2 separate regions of the Mus musculus genome follow, and region 2 is linked to region 1. The links are chromatin contacts, called in public HiChIP or PLAC-seq maps. All regions are on one chromosome and are shown on one strand. Each heading gives the region's core, a stretch centred on a gene start, on an enhancer-like site or on the middle of the called end of the contact. The rest is flanking DNA. Distances are from core to core; before and after follow the strand shown.

The links. HiChIP or PLAC-seq counts read pairs in DNA pulled down with a chosen protein or histone mark.
Region 2: an H3K27ac HiChIP or PLAC-seq map of microglia shows a contact between it and region 1, with 15 times the contacts expected there. The contact joins the promoter of Zdhhc5 here to the enhancer-like site in region 1. A contact is called at or near these places in 3 of 39 promoter capture datasets (the C10 cell line, cranial neural crest and frontonasal cranial neural crest), 6 of 115 datasets of contacts at active chromatin or transcription factors (astrocytes, bone marrow-derived macrophages, embryonic stem cells and 3 more) and 1 of 9 other capture datasets (liver).

The regions. Positions count from the first base shown.
Region 1 is chr2:83,739,213-83,743,542 of GRCm38.p6, forward strand. All of the region lies in intron 2 of Itgav (integrin alpha V), which reads left to right. Among named protein-coding and RNA genes, the nearest start is that of Itgav, 17 kb to the left of the region's middle. Within about 2 kb of position 1,664, at least 86 of the 459 cell types and tissues checked have an H3K27ac peak or open chromatin away from gene starts, as enhancers often do. A contact at or near this core is called in astrocytes, bone marrow-derived macrophages, liver and 2 more, where this site is marked.
Region 2 is chr2:84,712,869-84,717,208 of GRCm38.p6, forward strand. It overlaps Zdhhc5 (zinc finger, DHHC domain containing 5), which reads right to left and starts at 2,296. Exons shown (of 12, transcript NM_144887.4): 1 at 2,115-2,296.

The DNA of each region.
Region 1 (4,330 bases), core at 414-2,913:
ATTACAGCCTGTTACTAGATCTGGGTGAAGAGTAATCATGAAAAAGGAATTACAAGAAAGGAAAGAAATAGAGATAATTGTGGCTGTTGAGTTATGTCTTGGTTTACAACATATTCTCTGTTATTGTGACTTTTGGCAAAACCCTCTTATTGCCACGTGTTTTCCTTTTCCAAGGAAGCAGATGTTACTAACAGACTGATCAGTACCCAGTTTTATTTATTATAAAAAGAGTCTTTTCCAGTTGCAAGTGGCCTCATGTGCCTCTTATTCCAGCCCTGTGGTTGGCAGAGACAGGAGGGTCACTGGGGCACGCTGGCTGCCAGACTAGCTTCAGGTCCAGTGAGAGACCCTGTCTCAAGGGAATAAGGCAGAGAGCGATAAAGGAGGACCAGGCCTCTGGCCTCTGCATACATGAGCATGGATGTGGGCATCCACACCTCTGAAAGCATATATAACACACCGCCACTCCCTCCCCTTCCATGATCATGGTCTGTTGATCTCCACTGGGGAAGGAACATTGATCTTCACTGGGGAAGGAACACCCTCCTCTTTCCTTGGAAATACAGGCTTGACTGCAAGCTTACGAATAGGGTCTTTTAAAAGTAGAAGGATCTAACTTCATCCTAGAGAAGGTCAGATGTAAGGTTCCCCTTTTCACCCTGAACATCCTGTTACTGCAACGCTCAAGCGTGTTTCTAGGTTTCAGCTGCAGGCAGCGGACAAGCCTGGCCAGGCAGACTCTCATCCAGAAGAATGCGGTAAAGTTATTCCCCCTCCCACTCCTCCCCCATTCCTAGGCTTTGCTTTAAATAACAAATGTAAAAATGGCCTCCGTGGTGTACACTCCCCAGCTTATTGAAGCTAATACACTTAGGTAGACTGGAAAACAGCTTTCTGCAAGTCTAACTTCCTCCTTCTGGTGAGTTTTTCTGTCTTTTAGAGATATGTCTAGATTGTACATTTATAGTAGCCTTTATAAATTACAAAGTTAAAACAAATGAAACATAGTGTTCTTTTGCTACAGTGTGAATTTAGAGTAAAGATTTTTCTTTAATGAGCATGTATCTTCCGACAGAATCAGTCATCTCCTGGTTCAGAACTGTGGGATTGGAGCACCTTAGGAATACATACTTTTATCTAGTTCTTTTTTATCGATTAACATATAGCTAATAATATCTTATTTAATATCAGTAACATTTGACCAACCAGTTTCACATGATCCCTTTAAATCCTACTTCTCACAGTTTGATCCGACTCATGTCCATTCATTCGCTCAAGACTGGGGTTGATTTTATTTTATTTTTCTTTTCGAATCTCCAGTAAAGGGATTTTGTTTGTAACTGTTTGAAGTTCTCCGGATCACTTCCTCCCCAACACTAGCAGGAAACAATCCAGCATTGAGAGAGCAGTCGGCTCACACAAGCCTGTGTTCTTTGTGCTGTGTTCCTGCAGAACCTCGGAGATGGTGGCTGGTGGGATGAGGGGGGAAGAGTCTGAATAAGGCTAAATAAACAGTGCTGGTACCCAGAAAAATGAGCTCCAGCCTGTTTCTTCCGGATACACTTTGCTGACTCTTCTTGTTTATCTTTAGAGGATAGCTGTCTTAGGTAAACAATGTTTCCAGATAGTTCTGTGGAAATTAGTAACAGCAGCCAGCTTCGGTAGGGACACATAGAGTATGAGAGGAGGAGGGGACATGCACCAGCCAGATCAGCTGAATCACCCTGGTGACCAGCAGAATGACAGCTGACAGCCACATTGCTCCCAAAGGTGTCCTTCACCAAGAGCAGCAGAGGCCTTGGGCCTCATTCCCGGCTGCATCCCTACCATCTAGACAGAGGATTTTAATGAATGATCAAAGGGCTTTCTTCCTCTGACCTTGAAAGTTTCACATAAATAATAACTTCTATTGAGAGGTTTTTTTTTTTTCTTTCTCACCCAAATTTATTTTTTACTAATATCCAAGTTGAAGTTTTATTTGGAGTAGAAAACTGCTCGAGGAAGGTTTTTTTTTGGTTTTTTTTGTTTTTTGTTTTTTGTTTTTTGGTTTTTTTTTTTTGGTTTTTCAAGACAGAGTTTCTCTGTTTAATCCTGGCTGTCCTGGAACTCACCCTGTAGACCTGGCTGGCCTCGAACTCAGAAATCCACCTGCCGCTGCCTCCCGAGTGCTGGGATTAAAGGTGTGCACCACCACCGCCCGGCGGGATGACATTGTTTTGACAGCTTGTTTTAGCAAACAAAAACCAACAAATTCTCTAAGGACCCAAATCATCTAGTTATTTACAGAACCCATAGTAATGAATAGGAACCCAATGGCCGAAAACACGTTTGACTTCTAAGTAGAAGCTTCTCTCGTATTTCTTTTGGATATTTCAGCATTTCTCATTTAAAAAGAGTGGTATAATCTAGTCCAAAAGATGTTCTTTAGTCATAAAGAGAAGAGAAAAAACTATCTGTTTTAGGGTACCAGGGTATCTTCATCTTAAAATTCAGCATAATGTTAATGATAGTTTAGTTCTCCAGCAAGCTGAACCCTCATGTCTGGGCAGTGGCTTGTGAAACACTCTGGAGAGCATTCGATACTCACACTGACTGGGTGCTCCTGTTACGGCTTCTGCCCTGAAGGAAACATGCCCTCCTGGGAGTTTGGTGGGGCACAAAGAACATATTTTGGAAGATTGTAAAAAAAAAAAAAAAAAAAAAAAAAAGAGGGTTTAATTTTCAAGTCTCTAGTGATTTGCTTCATGATTTTATATTTATTTTTATTAGTTTTAAAATAGAGTTTCTCTGTGTAGTCCTGGCTGTCTTAGAACTTGATTTGTGTATTAGCCTTGAACTCACGGAAGATCTGCTTGTCTCTGCTGGGATTCAAAGCAGGCCACTGTGCACCCCCCCCCCCAAGTTTATTTGGGTAATATGAGCCAGTTGTCCAACACATTTGAGGTAAAAAAAAAACAAAAAACAAAAAACAAACCAAAACAAACAAACAAAAAAAAACCCCCCAAAAAACAATGTTTCTTCCAGCCCTGGAATCCCCGATCTGTATTTTATTTCCTTTTTAAGAGTGGCAACACAGTCCAGCAGTCTGGGTGGTTCAGCATAGTGACAGCGGGACAGCAGCGACTTCGGGGCTGTGACTCAAAATATTTACTTCCCTCATGTGTTCCAGAGTGGCTGCCAGTCCCCGCCAGGTCCTGAATGAGCTGCCTGTGGGTTTGTTTGGAGAGCGGCCTTTCCTTGCTTTCTCCCGCCCACTCTATTCACACTTCCTTTCAGCGGGGCCACTGTCTGATGTGGACTCTAGTATTTTAAGACTTGGGCTCTTAGTGAAGACAAACTTCCTTTGCAGCAAGCTTCTTGAAAGGATGGAGATCTGGAGTCGTGGCTGTTGAAGCTGGAGGCAGTTAGATGTAGTAGATGGCGTGTATATGTGTGCATTTTTATGATTATTGACTTAACTTTGGGTGTTACTATAGGCCAGTGCATATATCAGCTGTATTTAGTAATGTAATTGGACATTTGGTGAAGATTTGTGTGTTTGGGTGTTTCGCCTGCATGTATGTCAGTGCATCACGTGTAGGAACTTCAACCATTGGATCCCCTAGAACTGAAACCACAGATGGTCATGACCCGCCATGTGGGTGCCATGTGGGTGCTAGGAATCAAACTGGATCCTCTGGAAATGCAGCCAGTGCTTTAAAGTGTGTCACCTCTCCAGCTTTGGAACTGAAAACATTGATGCATGGTGCTTTAAGGCATGGCTGTTGATTCTGAACACTCCTCCACTTCAGAGAAGCTCTATGTTGTTTTGGAATGAGTGCCCTTCCTGCTGCCCTACTTCCTCTAAGGTAGTAGTTTTCAGTTGAGACCTCTTTGGCAACTCTTATCTTTAAAAGTACTTATACTACAATTCAGAGCAGTAGCAAAATTATGATTACGAAGTAGCAGTGAAACAGGTTTATGGTTGGGGGGTCACTACAACATGAAGAACTGTATTAAAGAGTCACAGTATTAGCAAGGTTGGGGACCAACTATATTAAGGGTCACAGGTCAGGCAAGTTGAGCACCACTGCCCTAAGGAAGCCAGGCCTTTTAATATTTAATGTAATGTAATTTATTTATTTATGTTTTGAAGACAGGGGTTCTACTTGCTTGAACAGGCAGCCCTCAGACTCTTGATTTACCAGCCTCGGTGTCCTGAGTGCTGGGGTTACAGACTTGCATCACAATGTCTGCCTTAAATTAGTTTTTAAAATTTCTGCTTACATCCAAAACATATGTCTGATATCTGATGCTTTAAAAACAAAACAAAATGAAAAACCTCTGACCA
Region 2 (4,340 bases), core at 1,046-3,545, 970 kb after region 1:
CCTGTCTTGGGGAAAAAAAAAAAAAAAAAAAAGAAAGAAAGAAAGAAAGAAAGAAAAAGAAAAGCAGAGGCAGGTGGATCTCTCCAAGCCATCCTGGTATGCATAGCTTCCAGGCCAGCAAGGGCTACATAGTAAGACTTTGTCCCAAAAGAAAAATTTAATAAATAAATAAGATGGGAGAGAGGGGGGAAGGAGGGAGGGAGGGGGGAGGGTTAAGTAACATTAGAAAGAAGGCCCAAAGATTCCATTAAGTTTCTATGGTCCAACTAAAAACCAGATCCTATTTAGTCCTGATTTTATGCTTATTTCTGTTTCCTGACTTTAGGCCTAAATATCTTTATCAACTGGAACAAGCAAATTTGATTTGTAGACAGTATTATTAAAGGAACCGTTTCCCTCAAAACTCCAAAGATAAAAGGAAAATTACCTAACTATTACGTAAAGTGAATCCTATACTATTGCAGGTCACATTTACTACAGGACGAAAGCCACACAGACTAATTCTGCCACGGTACAGTACATGCAATTATGGAACCGCATACTGAAATATAAATGAGACCATCGTCTGAAATGTTAAGATAGATATTAGAAGGGACAAGATAAAATAATTTATTGGGTATAAATATCAACACACCAAGTCTTATCAAAGGAATGTGGTGCAGAAAGAGAAGGGACGAAACCGGAAAGGCGAGTGTGGTTCATCAGTCACAAGCTGGTGTATCCACAACAGTATCACTAAAGTGGACAAGAATGTTCGTGACACATGCTGACTGAGGGGGAAAAAAATCACTGAGTGAAAATATGTATGTATAAAACAAACAATACAGAGCCAGGTGTGGTAGCTCTCGACCTCAATCCCAGCACTTGGGAGGCACAGGAAGTCAGAACTCTGAGTTAGAAATCAGCTTGGTCTTACAAAGTGAATTCCAGGGCAGCAACAGTTATGTACAGAGATCCTGTCTCAAAACAACAACAAACAATTCAAGATGTGTAGTTTGAAGACTTTCATAAGGTTTGATATAAGTAGTTCCTTTGGAGCAGTGCAGTGGACAGCACATGTATTATTTGTTAAAATAACCAAACCTTATAGCACAGAACACTAAATTTGAATATATAGAAATGGAGATGTCATATAGAAGAATGAATACATGCTATGAAGGAAAGATCCAAGAAGAAGTTTAAAAAGAGTATTATTACAGATCGACGTAGGTGCCCAAGTACCTGGCGATAGAATTCTTACAAACACTAGATGAATTTGTATGCATTCATGAGCACCGGACAGATCTGTCTGATACAAAGCAGGCTCACACTGGGATAAAAGGATGGAGATCTAACCTAAGATTATCCTGGACAAGATGGCATTAACCAGGAAGTAAACCCAAGAGGACAAAAATGGTCTGCAATGTAACATGTATCTATTCTACGACTACTTCTAATAACTTTAGTCACTTTCTTGTTTCTCGTTTTAGTGGTTTCATTTGGCCAACTGGTTAAGGAACTTTAAACTTCCCCAGGAATAGACGGCTAGTGATAAAATACTGTCAGATACATTCAAGCCCTACTTGTAAAATAAAGTACAAAGTACTAAAAGCATAAAAGCATGGAGCACCTGGCTGGTGGGGGGTAGGGAGAAGCAGCCGATGGATGGGAGAAAGAACAGGTAACCACAGGACGAAGCTCTAACCAAAATAAGGACCAGTGGAGTGTAGGGCGAGGGGCCTGAACCGCGGAGCGGTAAAAGGAGTACAGTCCCCGGCCGGCAGCTGGAGCAGTGGGAGTCATCACCGGGGGCAGGACTGACTACCCCTGGCCCAGAAAACACGGAATCCACCGCGCGCAGGGCCCGCCGGAGCTGAGAGAACCGCGGGCCGGGGAAGGAAGGGGCGGCGGCTCCGCAACTGGGCAGCCGGGCACCAACCGGGTCCAAGCCCCGGCGGGCGGCCGCGGCTCTCTTAGTCTGCGGGCGTCCGTTTCGGGGCCCGTACAGCCCGAGGAGGGGTAGGGCCTTAACCTCCTCCCCTCCGCGGTCCCCCTTCCCTAGAGGTCACTCTCCCCTCCCACCTCACTAGCCCAGCACTTCCGGTTCCGCAGGGGCCAGCGTCCCCGGTACTCACCCCCGGCGCGGCGCCCGTCACCGCCGCCGTCGTTGTCACCGCCGTCGTTGTCGCCGCCGCCTCCCAGCAGTGCCGTCTGGCCTCTGAGAGGCAGCGCGCGGCCCCCGCACGCTCCACGCCCGCCCCGCCGCCGCGCGCTCCCGACGGCCGACGCTCGCCTCTGTGCGGCCGGCGCGCGGCCGCTGCCCTCAGCCTCCGGTCTGTAGCCTCACGACGTTCCCATTGGCTCCCGGGCGCGGGCGCGGGCGCGGGCGACGTCTCTCGCGGGGCACGTTCTTCTCATTCATGCGGCTCGCGCCGCCGAGCCCGCCCCCGTTCACTCTTCCATTCACCCCCTAACCCCCGCCCCCACGGCGCTCTAGAGCGTGCGCGCGACCGCGGGCGACCGCGGCGACCTCGCCTTCTGATTGGCTGCAGGGGCACGGCGCCGCAAACACGTAGTGACACGGGAGCGCGCGCGCCTGGCCGTCGTGTCTGGCTGGATGGTCGGGAGAGGGGACATGGCGAACTGCGCCGGTTTGGGGACGAGGAACTGGTCTGGCGAGATCTTTCTCTTATTTTGTCCGCTTTCCCATTTGTAGTGTAGTCAAGAAAAACTTTTAAGCAAAAAAAATTCTACGTATGTACCGGAAGTGCTCAAAAACAAGCAGATGCCCTTTCTTAGTTCACCAGCCTCCTCCGAGTTGGCCTGGTACAGTCCTGAAAAGCATCTACGATAGCCAATCACCGTTAAGCCTTTCCGGCTTCCTTCCTTGCCTCTTCATTCATTGGTGTGAGGATTCGGTCGGGCAGCCCCTCCAACACACACACTTTTTTTTTTTTTTTTTTTCTTTAAGGACTGAAACTTTATTTAAAACAATCCGTTGGCGAAAGCGTCAGTGGGGTAAATTCTCAGACCGTGGCAGAATTCCTGAGTGGTGGTATGGCCTCACCTATGGAGGAAGGAGGCGCACGGCCCATTGAACAGTCTGAGGAGAGGGTTCTGTCCAAGGCTGGGTTAGATGAAGGAGCTCGGCTGCTATCCCTAGATTTACAGTGCTTGCCGATGGAGTGAAGCACTGGGAGTGCGCGGTGCGAGGCGTAGACACCTCCACGACTACACGAGGAATGGGCGCCCTGACCTCACCCAATTTGAGAAAGCAGGCTGAAAAGAAAAGTCTTTCTAGAATAGCTCCTGTCCCTGGCGAGCTGCTGGCTAACTCTCCGAAGATCGCGGCACTACATTTTGCCCTAATTAAGCCGAGACGGCTGTGGACCCGGTGGCTTTGCCATAGGGCTCTCCTCTTACAGCTTCAGGCCACCTCTCATTTGTAAAGGAGCTCTGTTACATAACAGCCCTTCAAAAAGATATCCCCGAGCCGCTTCCCTGAAGCGAAGGTCTCGTTCAGGGTTATTTCCAAGTCCTGTCATTGTTTCCTTGACTTCACTTCAAATGTTACTGATTTAACTTTGACACTTCAGCCTTAGGCATCCAGTTAAAGAAAAGAAAAAAAAAAATCTACCCTTTTTTCTTTAGACTCTAGTCTTATCCCTTATCATTTTTACTACTGGCTTAAATGCAGCGTTTATTGGAACCGTTACGAGCATACATGTTTTAAGGAGTGGAACTTTATTTTGAAAAATCCGTTGGCGAAGACGTCTGTGGGGTAAATTCTCAGACCATGGCAGAATGGTGGTATGGCCTGGGCTGTGGCTCACACATCACACATGGAGGAAGTAGGTAGCACGGCCAATAGAGCGGTCTAAGGAGAGAATTTTTAAAAATCTTCAGCATTATGAATAATTTTAAAGTATTATTTGGAGGTACAACATTTACCCTATCAAGTATATTCTGCCTATAAAATAATGTTTCCTTAAGATGGGTCAAATTTCATTTATTTCTCTAGGATTTTAAAGCTTTATTTTCTCTACTTAACAAGTGAAGCATTCTTGATTTTCCTACCTTTTTAAATAGGAAAACTATTTGTTTGAGACAGAGAGAGAGAGAGAGAGAGAGAGAGAGAGAGAGAGAGAGAGAGAGAGAAGGCAGACAGAGTTCAGGCAGCTTTTGGGTGTTGGTTCTCTCTTGGCTTACAGATAGGAGCTCAAGTTGTCAGTCACGCCTAGGAAGTCCTTTCACCCACTGACCCATCCTGCCAACCCAATTTTTCTACAAAGACCTGTGTGAATCATCATGTCTTTTGGCCAGAGCATACTAAATGGAAAAAGGGTTCCATCATCCAACCA